6 separate regions of the Mus musculus genome follow, and all the other regions are linked to region 1. The links are chromatin contacts, called in public promoter capture Hi-C maps. All regions are on one chromosome and are shown on one strand. Each heading gives the region's core, a stretch centred on a gene start, on an enhancer-like site or on the middle of the called end of the contact. The rest is flanking DNA. Distances are from core to core; before and after follow the strand shown. Region 1 holds the start of Depdc5 (DEP domain containing 5). Region 2 holds the start of Rnf4 (ring finger protein 4). Region 3 holds the start of Gpn1 (GPN-loop GTPase 1). Region 4 holds the start of Mxd4 (Max dimerization protein 4). Region 5 holds the start of Rbks (ribokinase). Region 6 holds the start of Nelfa (negative elongation factor complex member A, Whsc2).

Region 1 (2,890 bases), core at 124-2,623:
TGCTTTTGCTAACAGGGTGGAGGGTGTAGCTGACTGAACTAGCAAGTGGGTCTCATAGCACTCACAGGACAGATTCCCCTGTGTATAGATAGCATCTTGCTATTTGTCTCTGCTCTTTAAGTCATTTAGGATGTGGTGCAGACTCTGAGATCCTCCAATGGACAAGAGAATCTACCTTTCCCACCTCCATTTTTTGAGACATGAGGAATAATTCATCTTTAGATAAGGAGGTTTTTGGCTTTGTTTGTTTGTTTTGGCCTACAAGGTGGGAACAGGTCAGGCCTTCTAGCAGGTTCTTCTTCCCATGAATCCTTACTCTGTAATGAGGCTAACACACAACTTACAGTTTTGTTTTGTTTTTGTTTTTTTGGTTTTTTTTTTTTTTTTTTTTTTTTTTGGTTTTCTGAGATAGGGTTTCTCTGTGTAGCCCTGGCTGTTCTGGAACTCACTTTGTAGACCAGGCTGTCCTCGAACTCAGAAATCCGCCTGCCTCTGCCTCCTGAGTGCTGGGATTAAAGGCGTGTGCCACCACGCAATTTACTCTGGTTGGATGATTTATGCCCCATCTAAGGAAACTACTGGGCCTTCTGCCATGCGAGCCTATTGTAGATTTAACCCATTGTACTCGGGCATTCAATGTTTTGAATATTTTTTTTAATCAAACAAACTTTAAGTTTACTGTACACTTGTTTTGACTTATGTACATTAGGTTTAATTTTGACAACAAAAGAGTATATAATGGGTAATGTAAATTGGTTTCTCCTTCCAAGCTTGTCTCTGTACATGTTACATTTGTACTTATCATTAACTTGTACTTCTTAATTATATTTAACAGTTTTCAATAAGTTAGTAACTCGCTCATGAATTATACACACCCCCGTTTTCTTGCTACATAGCCCAAGAACTCTAGGGAATGTTCAGCACTCTTGTCTCTACAGAACCTGGATTAGGAGGGGGAGCCACCACCCGCAGAGACTTTTGCACTTCTCAATAGCCCTCTGGACCAGGTTTAGTTATTAACTTCGTCAAACACATGGAAACAGCTCCGCGAGGTAAGAGTCGACTCTCTCGAGTTTCTCCTATTACGAAATCACTTCGCTCTTCTGAAACGAAGGTCTTGGCTGTGGCTCTATTTTCAAATTTTCCATGCAAAGCGGGCAGCCCTGTAGACGGTGGCGGGAAACGCCAACGGGAACTCGGTTTGAAGTCGGACTCAACGCCACGCCCCCAGCCTCCCCCCCGCCCCGCCCCCCCCACCTCCCCGCAGCCCCGGAGGAGGAAGTGGCGCGGCCACCGAGACGAGGCGGAGGCTGGGCTAGAGCGGCCAAGCCGGCTGAGCAGGGACTGGCGAGGGGCGGGGACTCGGGGCGGAGCCTCGGGAGCGGCGCGGGCTCAGGTGAGCGCTCTTCGGTGGTGCTGTCTGTCTGGTTCCTAGAGCCCTGGTGCGGAAGCTGCGCGAACTGTGGGGGCTCAGGTGGGATATCCTGAGGAGGTCCTGGGGAGATCTGTCCGGAATCTGGCCTCGGGCCGGGCCTGAGGCGCGCAGGGGCTCTGGAAGTGGGGGGGTTGGGGGGGGGAGTCGAGCGCCAACCTCGGGCTGAGACTTGAGGGGCTTGAAGGAAGGGTCCCTGAGCCAGGTTCGAGGCCCGACTCTTCTTGCAGTTCCCCGTGTGACCTTGGACCAGTCTTTCTCTCACCAAGCTTCCCGGACCGCAGCGGTGAAATGGAGGCAGGACGGTCCGCTGAGAGTTGGTACCAGTAGAGGGGTCGGCAAGGAAACCGCAGCCTTCCTCAGTTCTCTTTTCCCCAGGACATTGTTAGTGGACCGCGAGTCATGGGAGTGCATAACAGTTCGAGTGACCTTGGGCGAATCCCTTGTTTTGACGTTCCTCTACTTATGTGATGGACTAACCTCTTCGAATATCCCTGTACTATTTTGGTGTTCCTGATGCAGACAAAAACAAGGTAGTGCCCCTCTCACCACAAGCCTCCCTTTTAGGTATGCGGTAGAGAAAATAGCTTTAGAGGATGGACGAGATCTGAGCCCAAGTTCCCTTTAATTTTTAAAGCACACTTCTATTTGTTTGTCTCTCTTGGTAATTGGAGGAGCGATATAATGCAAGGGTTGGCACGCCTTTCAGCCGAACAACCACCAGTACCTTCAAGGTCTAAAATTAAAGAGCAAATTTAGGAAGCCTGACATCCTCGATGTTTTTATTTGTGTTTCAGTAGCAGGAAAGCAAGATGACTTCCCTGCTCCAAGATTGGAACAGCTGAAGAAATCACAAGACAAAATGAGAACCACAAAGGTCTACAAACTTGTCATCCACAAGAAGGGCTTTGGGGGCAGTGGTCAGTATTGATTGATATTTGGGGATTGTGTAAGTTGGCTGAAGTTATGATGTGCCTTAAAAATTACCCATATCACAAGGGAGACTGGACAGGTAAGAGTGGAGCAGTATCAGAGATCAGGGATGGTTGGAAATGAGAGCACAGGATCTTTTTGAAAAGCATTCTTCACATTCAGAGTTTGTTGGGTTGTATTTTGAATCCAGGTTTTACCATGTTTCCAAGGCTCATTTAGAACTCATTGTGTAGCCCAAGCTGGCTTTGAACCCATTATCCTCCTGCCTGTGTATCTGGAAATACTCTACCACACCTGAGTTAATTTTCCTCCTGCTTTTGTTTGTTTTGTTTTTGTTTTTCTTCTGTGTAGTGAGTGCTTGGCCACAAGTTTACTAGAAAAGGACTCTATGGACTGCATCCAAGTCCTTCCTCCTGGTTTTTTTTTTTTTTTTTTTTTTTTAATGTTCTTTACTTCAGAAATCAGAATTACTGACAAAGTGAGCTGGTTTGGTTTGGTTTTTGAGACAGAGTCTTAGAGCTCATA
Region 2 (2,890 bases), core at 269-2,768, 1.5 Mb after region 1:
TGTTATAGCCCTGGCTGTCCTGGAACTCACTTTGTAGACCAGGCTGGCCTGGAACTCAGAAATCTGTCTGCCTCTGCCTCCTGAGTGCTGGGATTAAAGGCGCCACCACTGCTCGCTTTTTTTGGTGTTTTTTGAGTCAGTGTTTCTGTATAGCCTTGACTGTCCTGGAACTAGCCTATCAGGCTAGCCTCAGACTTAGAGATCTGCCTGCCTCTGCCTCCTGAGTTTAATCTCTGCTGGGATTAAAGGTGTGGGCCACTACTTCCTGGCAAGAAATATTTAACTGTTTAACTGCAAACAGAACCTTTAACCTATAAGGGTATATATTCCTGTTTTGGTCTCACCTGATTTAAGTATTCAAAAAATTATAAGAAATACCTACATTTTTCTTACAAATGTAAGTTCTCTTTATTCCTATTTATAACATTTGGAAAGCATGCCCAAAACATCAAAACACATTTTACACTGGAGTCAGGTATGTATTTATCATACACACTTTATCCTAAGTTCTCTTATAATTCCATAAAACGTCAGAGATTGTAATATGGAAAATATTAACGGTCGGGTTTTGATCTGCTTCGCCATGTTAATCAATCTTCCAGGATCTATATCCCCACAGAAGCAATTCAACCACATTTAGGATAACCTTCAAATCATCTGCTCAAGTAGTCTGAGGGTCCTCATCTATTTCTTTCTAGTTGCTATTTATCTATGGATAGATCATTTTCCAGTTGCTAAACCCATCCCTCCACCTAGCCCAGGAGCAGCAGGACTTGTATTACCTGTTAGCACTCACATTCTTATTAACCGGCAGAAGTAGGTAAAATGGATAACCTGTAATAGGTGTGAATGGACTGAGACTTGCCTAAAGTTATTATACTGGTTTTCAGATTCAGGTAAGAGAGATTCTGTAACATGAGATGTCCTAAGACCCAATTCCAGGCCCTGGTCTTGCCCGAGGCCGTTCTTTGCATTCCATGGGACTTGTGTTCTGAGTCCTGCCTTTCTCGCCTCTGCCCCGACACACTTGGGCAGCTAACCCGCAGACTCCTGGGCATGCCCAGCTCTACCTTCCCCCGCCTTTAGCACACACAATGTCTAACTGGACGTTCTCTTTCGTCTAGTCCTCAAGCTTCCTCCAGGTAGGCCTCCCAAACGTATAGGTGAGCCCCCTGTCCAGATGATGGGATTCCTGCGAGGGAGAGTCCGGGGACCGACATGCCTAAGAGCCTGGCACTTATGGTGCGAATCCCGGCCTGGTTGCCTGTGGATCAGCAGAAAATTGGGGCCTTGGGCGAGTCTCTGGTACGCCTCATTAACGACCGAGGAGACGGAGAAGGGTACGGATTATGGTTTAGGGCTAGATGCAGCCGTAAGGGCCACCGTATACCAGGTCAGAAGCCAAACGAAAAGTCAAACACCCAGCGGGCAAGCTCGCGACGCGCCTCAGCAACGACACCGCCAAGTTCTCGTGGGAGGAGCGCGACTGGCGGCACTCTCGCGGGAAGTGGAAGCTCCCGCAAGCAGGCGGGGGGCGTGACCGGAAGAAGGTGTATTTCAAAGTGGTAATAGATGGTTTTCTCACCCAATAAAATTGCAATTTATCCTCCTAAACCGGTAGAGCACGGGAGAAAAGGCGGGAGAGGCCAATAAGGGCTGAGAAGGGCGGGCCGGTGCCGGACGAGCGGAAGTGGGTCTTCGTGAGGCGGTGGAGGCTTGCTTGAACGGGTCTCCTCAGCGGCGGCTGGAGTCGGTACGTCCTTGCCCGAGCTCATCAGCCGAGGCGTCTGGCAGCAAACCCCAGCTCCAAGTAAGGCTGGGCTCCGCAGCATGGAAGCGGCGGGGCAGGGCGGTGCGGGCGTGGAGCGCGGGCGGCCTCTCGGCCCGCACTGGGGTTGGTGGCCGCCCGCCTCTCGCAGAACCGCGCTTCTCCGGCTTGGGCCCTCTGCCGCCTCTTTCCCGGAGAGCACGCGGTTGTCGGAACATGGAGCGGCGCCGTCGTCGGAAGTAGGGAAATGTCTTGTGTGGGGGTATCCGCTCGCCAACCCGCGGCCTGGCCGGAGAACCTCTTTCGCCAAGTAGGAAGGGAAACTGAGGCTCGGCGAGGGTTGGGGGTCGCCCAAGGTCACTCTCGGGGCCGGGCGGGCGGATTGCAGAGAACCTGAGCGAGGTTTTTGTTCCTTGCTGATGACGCAGCCTTTGTGTGGTCGCGTCGCCGCCCCGCCTTCCGGAGGCCTGCGAGTTTGCTGGGGCACCCGGGCCGCGTGGCGGGCCGTATCTAAGTTGCGAGAGTGCCGAGGACGCTTGCGGGCTTTGGAGCTGAATGGGGTTTGGGCTTCCAGGAGCCACTTTTGGTTCTATCTATGGTTAGTCAAGCGGGCGATTGCGACCTCCATCCTTAGCCCGGTGCCTGCTCGGGCCCTTCCCTCAGGGCCACATCTGTACACAGGGATAGGAAACTTAACCTTTAACATTGTTCGCAGTGGACGCCATTGTCCACATTTTGATTAGGGCGGGGGAGGAGTCCAGATATGGGCGTTCCTGCTTTTTGTTTTTTTAAACTTTACCCCTGGGCGTTTTAAGCTTCAGTTTTTCGGTCTGCCGTTTAGTTTAGGTTGCCCAAGTAATTGGGGGAGCCCGAGGTTCACAAAGGCTGAGGTAGTCTGAGGTCTTTCAGCCTGCAGATTGACTCTTGTTCCTGACAATGGTGAGAGGGAACCTCTCTCCAGCCCAGACCCCACACACACCTGGTGCTTTTTCTTTTTAATGGTTGGAGAAAACACTTGCGTCCCGGTTTGCCTGTGAGTTCGATGTGAAATGAGTGGAAAGTTGTCTTGCTTACTAAGTACTTTGAAGAGTGCTTGTGATTCCAGCCTTTCAGAGGTAGAGG
Region 3 (2,890 bases), core at 185-2,684, 1.4 Mb before region 1:
ACTGTATGGGTACTGCCAGAAAAATAATGTTACCTGAATCCCTGCCAGAAAGTAACACAAGCCAGACAGTGGTGCCCAGAGAGGGCCTGAGTCAGGAAAGGAGAATCACTATCCATTTGGTATGGTACGTTGCTCACTGATCCTGGAGCTCATTAATTTGGCTAAGCTAGCTGGCCACTGAGCTCCAGGGATTCTCCCATCTCTAGCTCCCTAGCACTGGGATTATAGGCACAATCCACAATGCCTGGGCTTTTATGTGAGGGCAGGGGTCTGAATTCTGGCCCTTAAGTTTGTGCAGCAAGCACCTTACTAACTGAGCCCTCTCCACAGCCTGCACATGTCATAATAAAATGAGATATCTATGTATAGATATATACAAACTTTTTGTTCTTTAAGAGTTTTATCCACGGGGGCTGGTGAGATGGCTCAGCGGGTAAAAGCACCCGACTACTCTTCCGAAAGTCCGGAGTTCAAATCCCAGCAACCACATGGTGGCTCACAACCACCCATAATGAGATCTGACTCCCTCTTCTGGAGTGTCGGAAGACAGCTACAGTGTACTTACATATAATAAATAAATAAATCTTAAAAAAAAAAAAAAGAGTTTTATCCACTTTCCAAGAATGTCAACAAAACCCAGGGCCACCCTTGACTCCTAGCCCTTTACCTCACTCTTAAAGGGGACTTTTTAGGAGTTTTCTGGTTCCCTTGAGCCTTTGGTTCACCATCTTTTCTTCTTCCCTTGGACAAATAGCCATACAGATGAGCAAATAAGACATTGGTCACAGTCTCTGTCATACAGGGCTTTCCCTCATGAGGTTCGTCTCCCTTCCTCTACCCATATCTTCCGGTATTAATTATTCAGCCACACTTCAGCCACAAACGCTGTAAGGTTCTTTAGTCCCCTTTGCATTAGGCAATGATTGCCAGAAAATGTATCTTCCTCTGTTAAAGTACAGTATTCATGCTATCTTTCAAGTGTTACGCTAATTTTTACCTAATATTTTCTAGAACATAATGACGTTTAATTTTTTTCTTCTTCTTCTTAGACAATAAAATAAAAGGTAGAGCAACACCTTTGTTATAGGATCCTGACAGATCCTGGCTTGGGAATCCCACCTCATTACTCCCTTGGGGACACGAGCTTAACCCTTTCCGGGTCCTATCTCACTCCTGTCAACCCTTCCTGGTTCCCTACACTACCCCTCACTTGTGCAAAGCCACTATAGCATCAAAGTGACCCCTGCAAGTCAGATGCCAAAAGCCGGTCAGGCACCCACTGCAGTAGGTTCGAGCGGTTTGGATAGTCTGGCCAATCGCAACCCTAAACTCAGAGAGGCCGGATCGTTCGACCAATCGTAGCCCTGTACGCAAGAGGACGGATTTTCCTACCAATCGCAGCCCGGAATTCAGAGAGCCCGCAGGCCGCCGGGCGATCCCTGAGTGGTGGGCGTGGCTGAGGAAAGATGGCGGCGCCCGTGGCTCCATCCGAACCCCAGGCTTCCCGGGCTCCTCAGCCCCCCGTGTGTCTGTTGGTGTTGGGAATGGCGGGATCCGGGAAAACTACCTTTGTACAGGTGACGTGCACCGTGCAGAAGCGGTAGTGGCGCCTCAGGCCCGGGAAGAAGGGAGGAAGTTGTCTGGGGAATCTGCGGGTCCGGGCGCGTGGTTTTCTCGAGCTGTCCTCTGACTCCTTTCCTTCCCGAAGCCTCGAACCCTAGCCTGGGTCACTTGAGGCCGGCTCCTGGGCAACCTTAATGCACACTTGGTACAGCTGAACTTGTCTTGCTGCGAATTGGCAGCTTTCCGAAGGCCCGGGCCTAAAGAGTAGGGGAGTGTAACGTCTACTACTCTGGTTTGCGTGAAGAGTTGTGAAAGAATCACTTCGTTCGACCTACCACGTTCTAAGCTCTGAGAGTACAGCGGCAATGAGATCGACAGGGTTCTTGCTTTCACGGAGTGAGTGTTTTAGTGGAGGAGACAGAGGAAGAAAACCCTTGGAGGGGCAGAGTTAGCGAAGCCGTGACGGAGAATAGGGAGACAGGTACTGGAACTAGATGGCTTTTTAAACTCTTCAGTGTTGAACACGCTGAGGGAAGAAGGAGATTGTTACAGATTTTATAAGCATGGTCAGTAAAGGGATGGGAATTCTCGGGGCCCGTTCCTATCCTTTGGTCATCACCCTCCAACCCTGGCTCCTTGTTTTTGCAGAGGCTCACAGGACACCTGCACAACAAAGGCTGTCCACCGTATGTAATCAACCTGGACCCAGCTGTGCATGAAGTCCCCTTTCCCGCCAATATTGGTGAGTGCCTGCCTGCCTGCTTGCTTGATTTCCTTTTCTTGTCTTTTCTTTCTAAGCTAGCTAACTATGTACTTTTCTTTTCTGTGGATTTGCCTGAGTTCCGGAACAGGCTTCTTGCTTATGCAGATTTATCCCTCTTATGCACTATCCCCGCTCACCTCTCTCTCATGCCCTCGGTGTGTGAAACCGTTGAATTGGTTTGAGAATGAGACATGACATTAGGTCGGGCTGTCACCTGACACGTGAATCCTTTGGTTTCTTTTGTCAGAGTTTATAAGATTTGCTGTAATTCACTTTATAGGCAGGTTCCTTCCATTTCCAAAGTTGTGTGTGTGGGGTGTGTGTGTAAGAATATGCACTGTTCTGAGGAGAGCTTTCTGATTGAGACTATCAAAAAGATTTAAGTATTGGTGTGATCCAAGGGAGCCTGAGGCAGAATATTTAGAGTTCAGAGTCAGTCCGACTTGCATAGCCAGACCTCGTTTGGAAAAGAAAAGGTGGGCGTGGGGGTAGATTTGTTATCAAAGTGTCTGTGATCCACTAACAGGGCTCTTGGATGTCCAGGCTTCCTGACTCCTAGGCCTT
Region 4 (2,890 bases), core at 267-2,766, 1.3 Mb after region 1:
TCCTCGGTTGTAAAATGGAGGTCAAAATAAGGCTTCATTTACAAGGCTGGGTCAGATTCTTACTTGTGTATATGGCAGAAGCATTCAAGGGCCTCAGCTCAGGAATGCTACCATTCCTATCAGCTGTGGGTACTCCATGCCACAGGAAGCTGAGCTCCCAAACCTGGGGTTTAGGGCAGACAGAAGCCGGGTCCAGGCCATCTCACTGTGGAAGCTTGGGGCAGTGAGGCCTCCAACACACTTAAGTCCTTCTGCAAACTGTTCAAAGCAAGAGACCAGGGGCTGGGACTCAGGCCGTTGGTAATTCAACCTGTTCTTTGCCAGGCCTAGGACACCACAGAAATGGGTCCTTGTGCCAGCCTCTCTGTTTCCCAAGAACAGACAGGCCACAGGAATGAGCCGCACCCTCTGCCAAGGGGCCCTGAAGCCCCCAGCCTGCTAAGGAAGCTCTCAGACTGACCACACAGGAGTAGCTGGGCCAAAGTTAGCCCCTAGACAGTGTCAGGTGTGCCCTGGATCCCACTGCAGCCAGGAAGGTGGAACCTTTAGCAGTCCTAGCCATACCTAAACCTCAGCTTCAGGGCTTCCTCCAAACACAAGGCCAAGGCAAACAGTGTAGTTGAGCCCTGGAACTTTTGAGAGAAATAGCTCCCTGCAGCTCTTCGCGACAAAGCCAGCCCTATGCTTGTGGTTGGAGTTTCCTTGTCAATAAGCTGCGCAGGACGCTTAAGTAGCCAGAGAGAGGTCTCTGTCCAGGCTCCTGGGGATAAGGTGCTGGGTCTAAGAGCAAAGCCAGCTCCGAGAAGTGCAAGGGAGGGAGGAGTCCCCAATTAGGCCCAAACTAGGGAGTAGCGGTCGGCACCAACTGACAACTCCTCTCCGGTCTGGAAAAGTCCAGAACGGCCCTCGGCGAGCGCGGCCGCTGTACGCGTGGCACTGTTTACGGCGGCGGGGAGGCGCGGCCGCGGGAAGATGGCGACGCGCGGGCGGGGCCGGCACCTCCTCCAGGCCGGCCGCCCGGGTGCGCGCAGGACTGTACTGGGGACGCAGAGAGGACGGGGACACTCGGGTGGGGCCGACCCGAGCTGGCTTGGCACAGCGCGCGGGGGTGGGAGGTGGGGGTTGGGGGCGGTACCTGTTGTTCGGGGCCTTGCGCACCAGGCCGGCCGTCTTTGTTTTCTTCCTTGCGAAGTCGCCGTCGAAGGGCAGCACGGAGGCGTAGCCGTGCTCGGCCTCTGCGGGACAGACGGTGCGGTCAGCGGCCCCCTGCGCCCGCCCGCCGCCCGCCCACCCTGGCACAAAGGGGCGCGGGCTACCTCGGTCCCTACGCTCCAGGTACTCGGCCGCCTCCAACAGCAGCAGCAGAGAGTTCAGCTCCATCCTGCCGCCCGCGCACGGGACGGCGGCGGCGGCGGCTGCCCGGCGCGCTCCTGCCGGCTCTGCTCGCCGCACGCCCCGCGCCTGGCGGCACACCAGCCCGACTCGCGGACTCCAGCGCTGGGCCGCCACCCTCTGCCTCAGGCCCTCAAATTGACACATAAGTCGAGCAGCAGTCGACGCAGCCAATAGGTGTGGGCGCTCCGGCTTAGGGGGCGGGTTCTTGTCTAGCCTTGCCCAATAGGGACTGGCCGAACGCCTCGGGCAGAGCTGAGAATGTTGACAGATGCGAAGCTTGGCTAGGATAGGCTGGCTCCAGTAGTAACAATTTAGAAGCCCAAGCTTAGCAACAGCACGTGGTGGCCCAGCCCCAGTGCTCGCTGACTGGCGGCCATCGTGCATGTTAAGTAGGCATTGCACGCCGATTGGGCCAGAACGGTCTATGTAAATTGAGTCCGCGGACCAATGGCCAGTGACAGGGCGTGGGGCCAATGAGGACGCCCGGGCAGGACCGGTTGCCGAGAGGAAGCACTGTGTGGTGGGACTGCTGCCCGGCCTACGCGGGGGCCAGGAGGACGTGGACCGTGTCTCGGGAGACACCAGGCAGGATGCGCTGCGGACACGCGCCCTGGCGCTTTGTCGTGCCCATGCATGTCGTGCGCAACGACCTGTTGCCCGGAGTCAGTTGGTACCATAGTCTCGGTGGAGGACCAGGCTTGGGGCCTGATAGGGGCGGGCGCTGGGATCTCGCTAAAGAACAGCAAAGGACACCTGTCTCTGGCAGGAATATTGGCTTCAGGGAAGGCTAAAACTTGGAGACAGGGACGCAGACCATTGGAATCTAAAAGCCTCTCAGATGTCAGACCCAAAGTAGGCAGGATCAGCCATCAGGAGTAAAAAGGAAGGCCACCAGGGTTAAGGGAGAGGCACCAAGAGCTACTGACACTACTGAGCAAGAGGGATCCGTGAGTGTCTGTTTGCGGTGCTTGGTCTGAGGGTAGAGCCGTGCCAAGAGCCAGGCTATGGTGACAAGAGGGTGAACTCTTCAGCAAACTCCTGGCCCTAATGACCCGAGGCCCTCATGCTGGCCTATAGATGCATGGGGGACAGACAGCTCAAGATGCCCTAACACCATCCTCTGTATCCATCCTCTCCCACCCCTTGATCCTCTCTCTGTTATTAGGTTGAGGACAAAATAGCAGGCTGGAGAGTTCTGTGGGAAATAAGGTGGCTAGATAGCAGCTCTTAAAATGGAAGGAAGGTACTGTAGCAAACAACAAAGATTATTAGCATTGAATTTACTTTAGGACCAAGGTGGATGCATTGTGCACACTTCCTTGTGGCTCTCCATATGCCCAATATGCAGATAAGGAAACTTGCAGTGTCCCCTTGAAATAGAAAGATGGAGATTACTGCTCCCACACCCAGAGCTGTTAACAATCTGGGAATGTGGAAACCAGAACCACCTCCCTCCCAGCCTGGGTGTGAGCCACAGATGTCTGACCTGTGGGGC
Region 5 (2,890 bases), core at 186-2,685, 1.2 Mb before region 1:
TTTCTTTTTTTTTTTTTGTTTTTTTCGAGACAGGGTTTCTCTGTGTAGCCCTGGCTGTCCTGGAGCTTACTTTGTAGACCAGGCTGGCCTGGAACTCAGAAATCCGCCTGCCTCTGCCTCCCAAGTGCTGGGATTAAAGGCGTGCATCACCACGCCCGGCCCCAGTCTCCTTTTTAATTCCATCTTTTCTGTTGTGTTTGGTAATTTGAAAGCATAGACTTATTTATTCTATCTATCTATCTATCTATCTATCTATCTATTGTGTACACACTCATGCATCACATATGTAGTGTCCTTCCACCATACTGGGCTCCAGGAACTGAAGGGCATTAGGCTTTAGTCAAGCACCTTTACCTCATAGCCATCTTGATGAATCTGATAACAATTTATAATGTTTTAAGCAAGATTAAGTTAGATATATGAGGCCCCTGGAGCTGTTTTTAAAGTAGATATAGGTAGTTTGGTGAAAGGGTTTGGTTGTTTTGATTACCCCAAGGCCTTATTTCAAAGTTCTCTGCTATCTTTTGGAAAAATAGTTTAGGGACCGATGACACTAAGTTGCTGGGAAATATGGTTATTAACATAAACAGAATTATATGGCCTGAGTTTTTTGGAATACCTGAACTATTTTTTTTTCTACAATGTATATTGCTTATCTGCTTGGAAAGCTGTTTTCATAAAAACAGACGACAAAGCAGAAGGATCTTCCCTACAACCTCTCTGACCTAACTCAACTATTCTCATTTAGCACTATTTGGTCAGGTTTTTAGTGGCTGTAATTGTCATGTTTGTGTGTGTGTGTGTGTGTTTTAAATTTTGAATTCACACTTAGGTTCACCACAAAGGTTGGCCCATGGTTACATTTCCACATAAAAGTAAACTGTAAATATGGAACACTGCAGGAATGCCAACATGAGTGAAAAGGTGTTTGCCTCAGTGCCTTCTTTCACGTGTTCAATCCAGTAATACCCAGTTGGGTCTGGTGGACAAAACACTTCTTGTGCTCTCAACCCTGTGAAGTAGGTACATCATGTTCTCAGAGGTTAAAATGTCATGGGGCAGCCTGGCCAAGGAAACAGGTGCAGGTGTTTGGGGGCGCCCGTAGGTGGGGGTGTCTATCAAAGCTTTCATTCAGTCCCCCCACCCCCCATCCCTGTCCCTTCCTCTGTCATTGACCTCCACAAACTTGAATTCTGCCTTTTCACCTCAGAAGTCGTGCTTGGAAACCTGAAGCTTTCAGGAAAGTTCCAATGGTGGGTGCCCACCGATCCGAGGCCCGGGCATCCACAGTGTGGCTCGCCCTCCCGAGACCTTGCGCTGCGGCCCCGCACTAACCTGACCAGGTCGGTCATGCAGGAACCCACCACTACCACCGCTGCTGCCTCCTCCTCCTGCCAGGGCCTCCCGGGCTCCCCACACGCCGCCATTACTAATCCTGCTCAACCCTGACGCTGCCCTTTGCCCTTTGCCTGACCCCGTAACCAGGGACGCCGCCCCGTCCTCCTTAACGACGCGGGCGTTCCACCCGCCTGTGCCGGTCGCCCTCCCAAATGCCCGAAATCTCTCCGGCCTTTGGCTAGTCCTGATCCCTCTGGGACCGGTGTTCCTGCCCCGCCTCACAAGCACAGGGCCCGGCCGCCACGGCGAGAATGACAGAGCGCGCCAAGCACTAGGCCAGAGCTCCCGGGAACCTTCAGGCGCTACCCGGTCGCCTTCCTCAGCTTCCGGCTTCTCGGCGCGGGGACGCGCACGCCCGGCCGGCTCCGGAGAGGGCGGGACGTCCGGGGGAGCGCGCACGCATCCGGCCCGCGGTTCGCGCGCAGGTCGGTGCGTCGGTCGGGGGCGCGCTCGGGTAACCTGTACCCCGTCTAGTCGCCGGTTACTGATCGGACTTAAGTTCCAGGTACCTGGACCCGGGCTGGTGCGGGGAGGTTGGATCTCAGTCGCACAGGTGGCGCAGAGAGCCATGTTTGAGTATGGCCAGAGAGCTAGCCTCTTCAAGAGAAGGCCCGCGTTCCAAAGATGCCCCGCTCGCCCCACAGCACGCGGATTCCCTCAAGAGCCGCCCCCAAGATCTGAGGCTTCTCTTTCTCCACGTATCTCGTTCAGTCCTGGTTTCTGATGAAGCCCGCCTCTTTTTGCACTTGATGAGGGCATCATACAATTTGGGAGAAAGGGTTGGATCCCTTTAGATTCTCCTCAGAATGGGTGGACATTCTTTGGATCGGAACCAATTCGCTCTCCCCGCCCCTCCCTGATGTTGCCCAGTGGAGAAATTGCTCCCCCACAGTAACTTCCCTCGTGCGCCATATGACGTGGACGTGATGCAGCAGGAGGCCACCCCTTTCCGTTCCATGACGTCAACGGGGGCACATGTTTCCGTGTTTGTCATCCTCTCCTAATTGCGAGAGCCTAGATGGTGCTTTATACGTCTTTGTGTTCCCCAGACAGCCTGCCCACTAAAAGACCTCATGTGACCTTATCTTGCGGCAGCAGATTTTTTTATAAAAATTATATATTTGCATCTTCCGTCTGCAATACATCAAAATCAGGAAATACAAATTGCAAAACAAGCATTCAAGAGAGGCAGGTCACCAAAATTTCCTGCTTCTCTGGAATCAGTTATAATGGTGCCATATGTAAAGGAGAGGTGTGTGTTTCTAATCCATATCCCTGCATATTGTACCAAAGAATCATCTTTTTTTTTTTTTTTCTCTTCAAATTCCTGATTTTGGAGTCAGTATAGTTTTTTTTTTTTTTAACTTTCATTTGTTAGTGAAGTCACACTTACTGAAACATCTTGAAGCTGCACAAAACCTTGCACTGTCAAAAACTTGTATTATAGCTGCTGTTCTGGAGATAAAGACAGAAATCCATTCCCTCAGGTGTG
Region 6 (2,890 bases), core at 232-2,731, 1.1 Mb after region 1:
GAACAAACATGAAACAGAAAAACACAAACACACACACACACACACACAAAATGAATGAGAAAAACCAGCCACAACCTAATCGTCCATTTGCTGTCTGCTTGAAGAATGGAACCCCATAATTCGGAGTAAATCAAACTGTCTGCAACAACTTGGATGAATCTGTCCAGGTGTTTACCAACAGAAGACACACCCACACCACACGGAAAATGAATATAACGTGGAAACCTGTTGCCGTATTAAATTCAAATGAGGCAAACCCCAAATACTCGTGTGTGCTAGGAATGCACACACGATTGATAACCCTGCCAAAATAAAACCAAAAAAAAAAAAAAAAAGCCTCCTGCAGGAAAGAGGAATGGAGGTGCTTTGGAGGGACCAGCCTTGTTTTCATGTGTGGAGATAACAGGAGTCATTTAGCTAGCTCTCAGTATTTTTTAAACCGAATAAATATGCAGTTTTGTGTATATGGTATAGTGCAGCAATAAAAATTAATGATATAAAAATAATACAATAACTGGAAATGTTTAAAAACTAAGGTAACTCGGTGTTTTTAGCTGCTATCAGATGTAGTGGCCCAGACCTCCAGAGATTGAGACTGGAGGATACCAAGTATGAGATCAACCTGGGCTACACAGTGAAACTATACATATATTATTTGCGTATGTATTTGCAAAGCATAGTATAAGTTAGAGAGATGCAATGTGGAACAAGAGTACACTGAAAAGAAGCCACAGAATAGCCGGGCGTGGTGGCGCACGCCTTTAATCCCAGGAGGCAGAGGCAGGCGGATTTCTGAGTTCAAGGCCAGCCTGGTCTACAATGTGAGTTCCAGGACAGCCAGAGCTATACAGAGAAACCCTGTCTCAAAAAACAAAAACAAAACAAAACGCCACAGAATAGAGATGAACGCAAGCCGACTGATATTTGGTAAGGCAAAAGCAACAAAATTAAGGTCAGCAGTCACATGGAAAGTTGCACTAACAGCCCCGAACCAAGAGTAGCTTCGGAGCTGAAGCATCCAGCACTGCGGAAGGGGCGGGCCTGGCTGTTGTGGCCATGGCCCCACGACCCCCGAACGCGACAGCGCCCAGCGGCTGGAAGTACTAAGGTGTAGGGGCTAACGGCGCCAAAACGGAGCTGCGCGCGGCCGGCGGGAGAAGGGCAAGGTGCGGCGCCGGAGCCGGCGGGAGGCAGGAGCGGTGCTCCGGCCGGAGAGAGGCTGGCCCGCGTCCTCACCTCGTCCACGGTGCGGCGCGGGAGATGCAGCGTCCCGAGCAGTAGCTTGAGCTTCACGGCCGAGGAGAGGCGGTGGAAGCAGAGGCGGATGTTATCGATGACCGCGGCGGTGAGCAGGGACGCGATGCTGGGTGGCGCCCACAGCTCGTCCGTGGCGCCCAGCTTGTTGTGCAGCCACAGGCCGGTGTCACTCTCCCTCATGGAAGCCATCTTGGCGGCGGCAGCGCGCGTCGGCCGGCATCTTACGCGGACGCCTACGTGTCCCCGGCGAGGACCCCCAACATGGCGGCACCCGTTGGCGCGGGGCGGGGTCTCGAGTGCAACTGCAAATGGCCCCGCCTTCTGGAGGCTTCGAGCCGAGGCGCAAGAACAGGGAGTGGGCGGTGAGTCTCCGCGAAAAGAACTCTGGGTTTCCGTAACGCATGATGGCGGCACCTACTAGGGCGCCGGGCAATGCCGTAGCCATTTGAGTCGCATCCGTGTGTCGTCGAGATGTTCCGCTCAGAGTACCGCAGTGAGGCGCAACAGTTTGGTTTCCCGGTGTGCGGCTCATTGGAAGGAGTCCGGAGAGCGCGCTGGGCTCGTTCTCCACAGACAGTCTTGAATGGCCCTTGCCCGTCCTGCATACAGTGCTGCCTCAGGTCCGCATACAGGTCCGTTCCGTGTCGGGGATGTCACTAGGCCATTTCCCATGGTTATGTGGTCGCGATGGCTGTGGTTAATCATCAGGGCAATTGCAAAGTAGTTCAGAGTACGGTCTTTCAAAGGCTGATCCTCCACAGCTGCTGAGAAGCCTAAATTCACCCTGTAGTGTCTCTCTTTATCAGAACTTGACAGTGTAGTTCTGTCCATCCTTCGAACTCACTCTGTAGACCAAGCTGGCCTCAAATTCCGAGATCCACTTACCTCTGCCTCCCAAGTACTGGGATTAAAGCCCTAGGCCACTCACAAGGCAGTGTCAGCAAAAGTGGCAGTAGGGCACGACTCTGGTCACAGATATTTAGGAGATTGAAAAGGATCGGTTGGGCCGAGGAGGTAGAGGCCATCCTGTGCAAAATAGTGAAACGAATCTCTTAAAACACTAAGTATCCTGGGAGTGGTGGTTCATGTCTGTAATTCCTGGAATTTGAGCTCAGATAGGAGGGTTTGAGTCCATTTTGAGCCACAGAATGAAAATATATAACTAAATGTAAATTGTTTTCTCCTAATTGAAATATTTCATGAAGAGGGGAGAGCAGCTCTTAAGACTTAGCATGGTAATTAAATGTACAAGCCTGAGGAAACTTGGAAAGGCATAAGACTCACTAGGCCACTTCCCATGGTTATATTAACAACTATTGACAGAAGAGACTGTGGAATTGCCTGATTCAAGGGACTGGGAGCCTCAGGTATCCAGCATTTGGTGACAGCTGTAGTGGAGTGGTCTTTCCTGACACTTTAAGTTACTCAGACTTGCCTGGTGGTGGTGGCACACACCTTTAATCCCAGCACTTGGGATGAAGAGGTAGGTGGATTTCTGAGTTCGAGGCCAGCCGGGTCTACAGAGTGAATTCCAGGACATCCAGGGCTACACAGAGAAACCCTGTCTTGGAAAAAAAAAATGTTGCTCATCCTTGAAGTAGGTTTTTGCTACTTTGTGGGTTCTTTTTCCCAC

Evidence for each region. Promoter capture Hi-C pulls out the DNA fragments that hold promoters and counts their contacts.
Region 2: a promoter capture Hi-C map of liver shows a contact between it and region 1, with 4 times the contacts expected there. The contact joins the promoter of Rnf4 here to the promoter of Depdc5 in region 1. A contact is called at or near these places in 4 of 39 promoter capture datasets (hematopoietic stem and progenitor cells, liver and pre-B cells) and 1 of 9 other capture datasets (liver).
Region 3: a promoter capture Hi-C map of pre-B cells shows a contact between it and region 1, with 2.7 times the contacts expected there. The contact joins the promoter of Gpn1 here to the promoter of Depdc5 in region 1. A contact is called at or near these places in 13 of 39 promoter capture datasets (the 3T3-L1 cell line, 3T3-L1-derived adipocytes, cranial neural crest and 8 more), 1 of 484 Hi-C or Micro-C datasets (B cells) and 7 of 115 datasets of contacts at active chromatin or transcription factors (astrocytes, differentiating embryonic stem cells, embryonic forebrain and 4 more).
Region 4: a contact with region 1 is called in a promoter capture Hi-C map of pre-B cells, with 2.3 times the contacts expected there. The contact joins the promoter of Mxd4 here to the promoter of Depdc5 in region 1. A contact is called at or near these places in 3 of 39 promoter capture datasets (liver and pre-B cells), 1 of 115 datasets of contacts at active chromatin or transcription factors (pancreatic cancer cells) and 1 of 9 other capture datasets (liver).
Region 5: a promoter capture Hi-C map of pre-B cells shows a contact between it and region 1, with 6 times the contacts expected there. The contact joins the promoter of Rbks here to the promoter of Depdc5 in region 1. A contact is called at or near these places in 5 of 39 promoter capture datasets (cranial neural crest, hippocampal neurons, liver and 1 more), 1 of 484 Hi-C or Micro-C datasets (CD8 T cells), 5 of 115 datasets of contacts at active chromatin or transcription factors (astrocytes, cardiomyocytes, extraembryonic endoderm stem cells and 2 more) and 1 of 9 other capture datasets (liver).
Region 6: a contact with region 1 is called in a promoter capture Hi-C map of liver, with 3 times the contacts expected there. The contact joins the promoter of Nelfa here to the promoter of Depdc5 in region 1. A contact is called at or near these places in 2 of 39 promoter capture datasets (hippocampal neurons and liver) and 1 of 9 other capture datasets (liver).

What each region holds. Positions count from the first base shown.
Region 1 is chr5:32,862,348-32,865,237 of GRCm38.p6, forward strand. It overlaps Depdc5 (DEP domain containing 5), which reads left to right and starts at 1,374. Exons shown (of 43, transcript NM_001170567.1): 1 at 1,374-1,474; 2 at 2,230-2,352. The coding sequence starts at 2,295.
Region 2 is chr5:34,334,732-34,337,621 of GRCm38.p6, forward strand. It overlaps Rnf4 (ring finger protein 4), which reads left to right and starts at 1,519. Exons shown (of 8, transcript NM_011278.5): 1 at 1,519-1,810. It also overlaps A830049F12Rik.
Region 3 is chr5:31,493,307-31,496,196 of GRCm38.p6, forward strand. It overlaps Gpn1 (GPN-loop GTPase 1), which reads left to right and starts at 1,435. Exons shown (of 14, transcript NM_133756.5): 1 at 1,435-1,577; 2 at 2,212-2,305. The coding sequence starts at 1,467.
Region 4 is chr5:34,186,194-34,189,083 of GRCm38.p6, forward strand. It overlaps Mxd4 (Max dimerization protein 4), which reads right to left and starts at 1,517. Exons shown (of 6, transcript NM_010753.2): 1 at 1,317-1,517; 2 at 1,136-1,235. The coding sequence starts at 1,380.
Region 5 is chr5:31,696,175-31,699,064 of GRCm38.p6, forward strand. Rbks (ribokinase) reads right to left here and starts at 1,436. Exons shown (of 8, transcript NM_153196.1): 1 at 1,336-1,436. The coding sequence starts at 1,427. It overlaps Babam2 (BRISC and BRCA1 A complex member 2), which reads left to right and starts at 1,876. Exons shown (of 12, transcript NM_144541.1): 1 at 1,876-1,903.
Region 6 is chr5:33,934,790-33,937,679 of GRCm38.p6, forward strand. Nelfa (negative elongation factor complex member A, Whsc2) reads right to left here and starts at 1,482. Exons shown (of 11, transcript NM_011914.3): 1 at 1,237-1,482. The coding sequence starts at 1,446.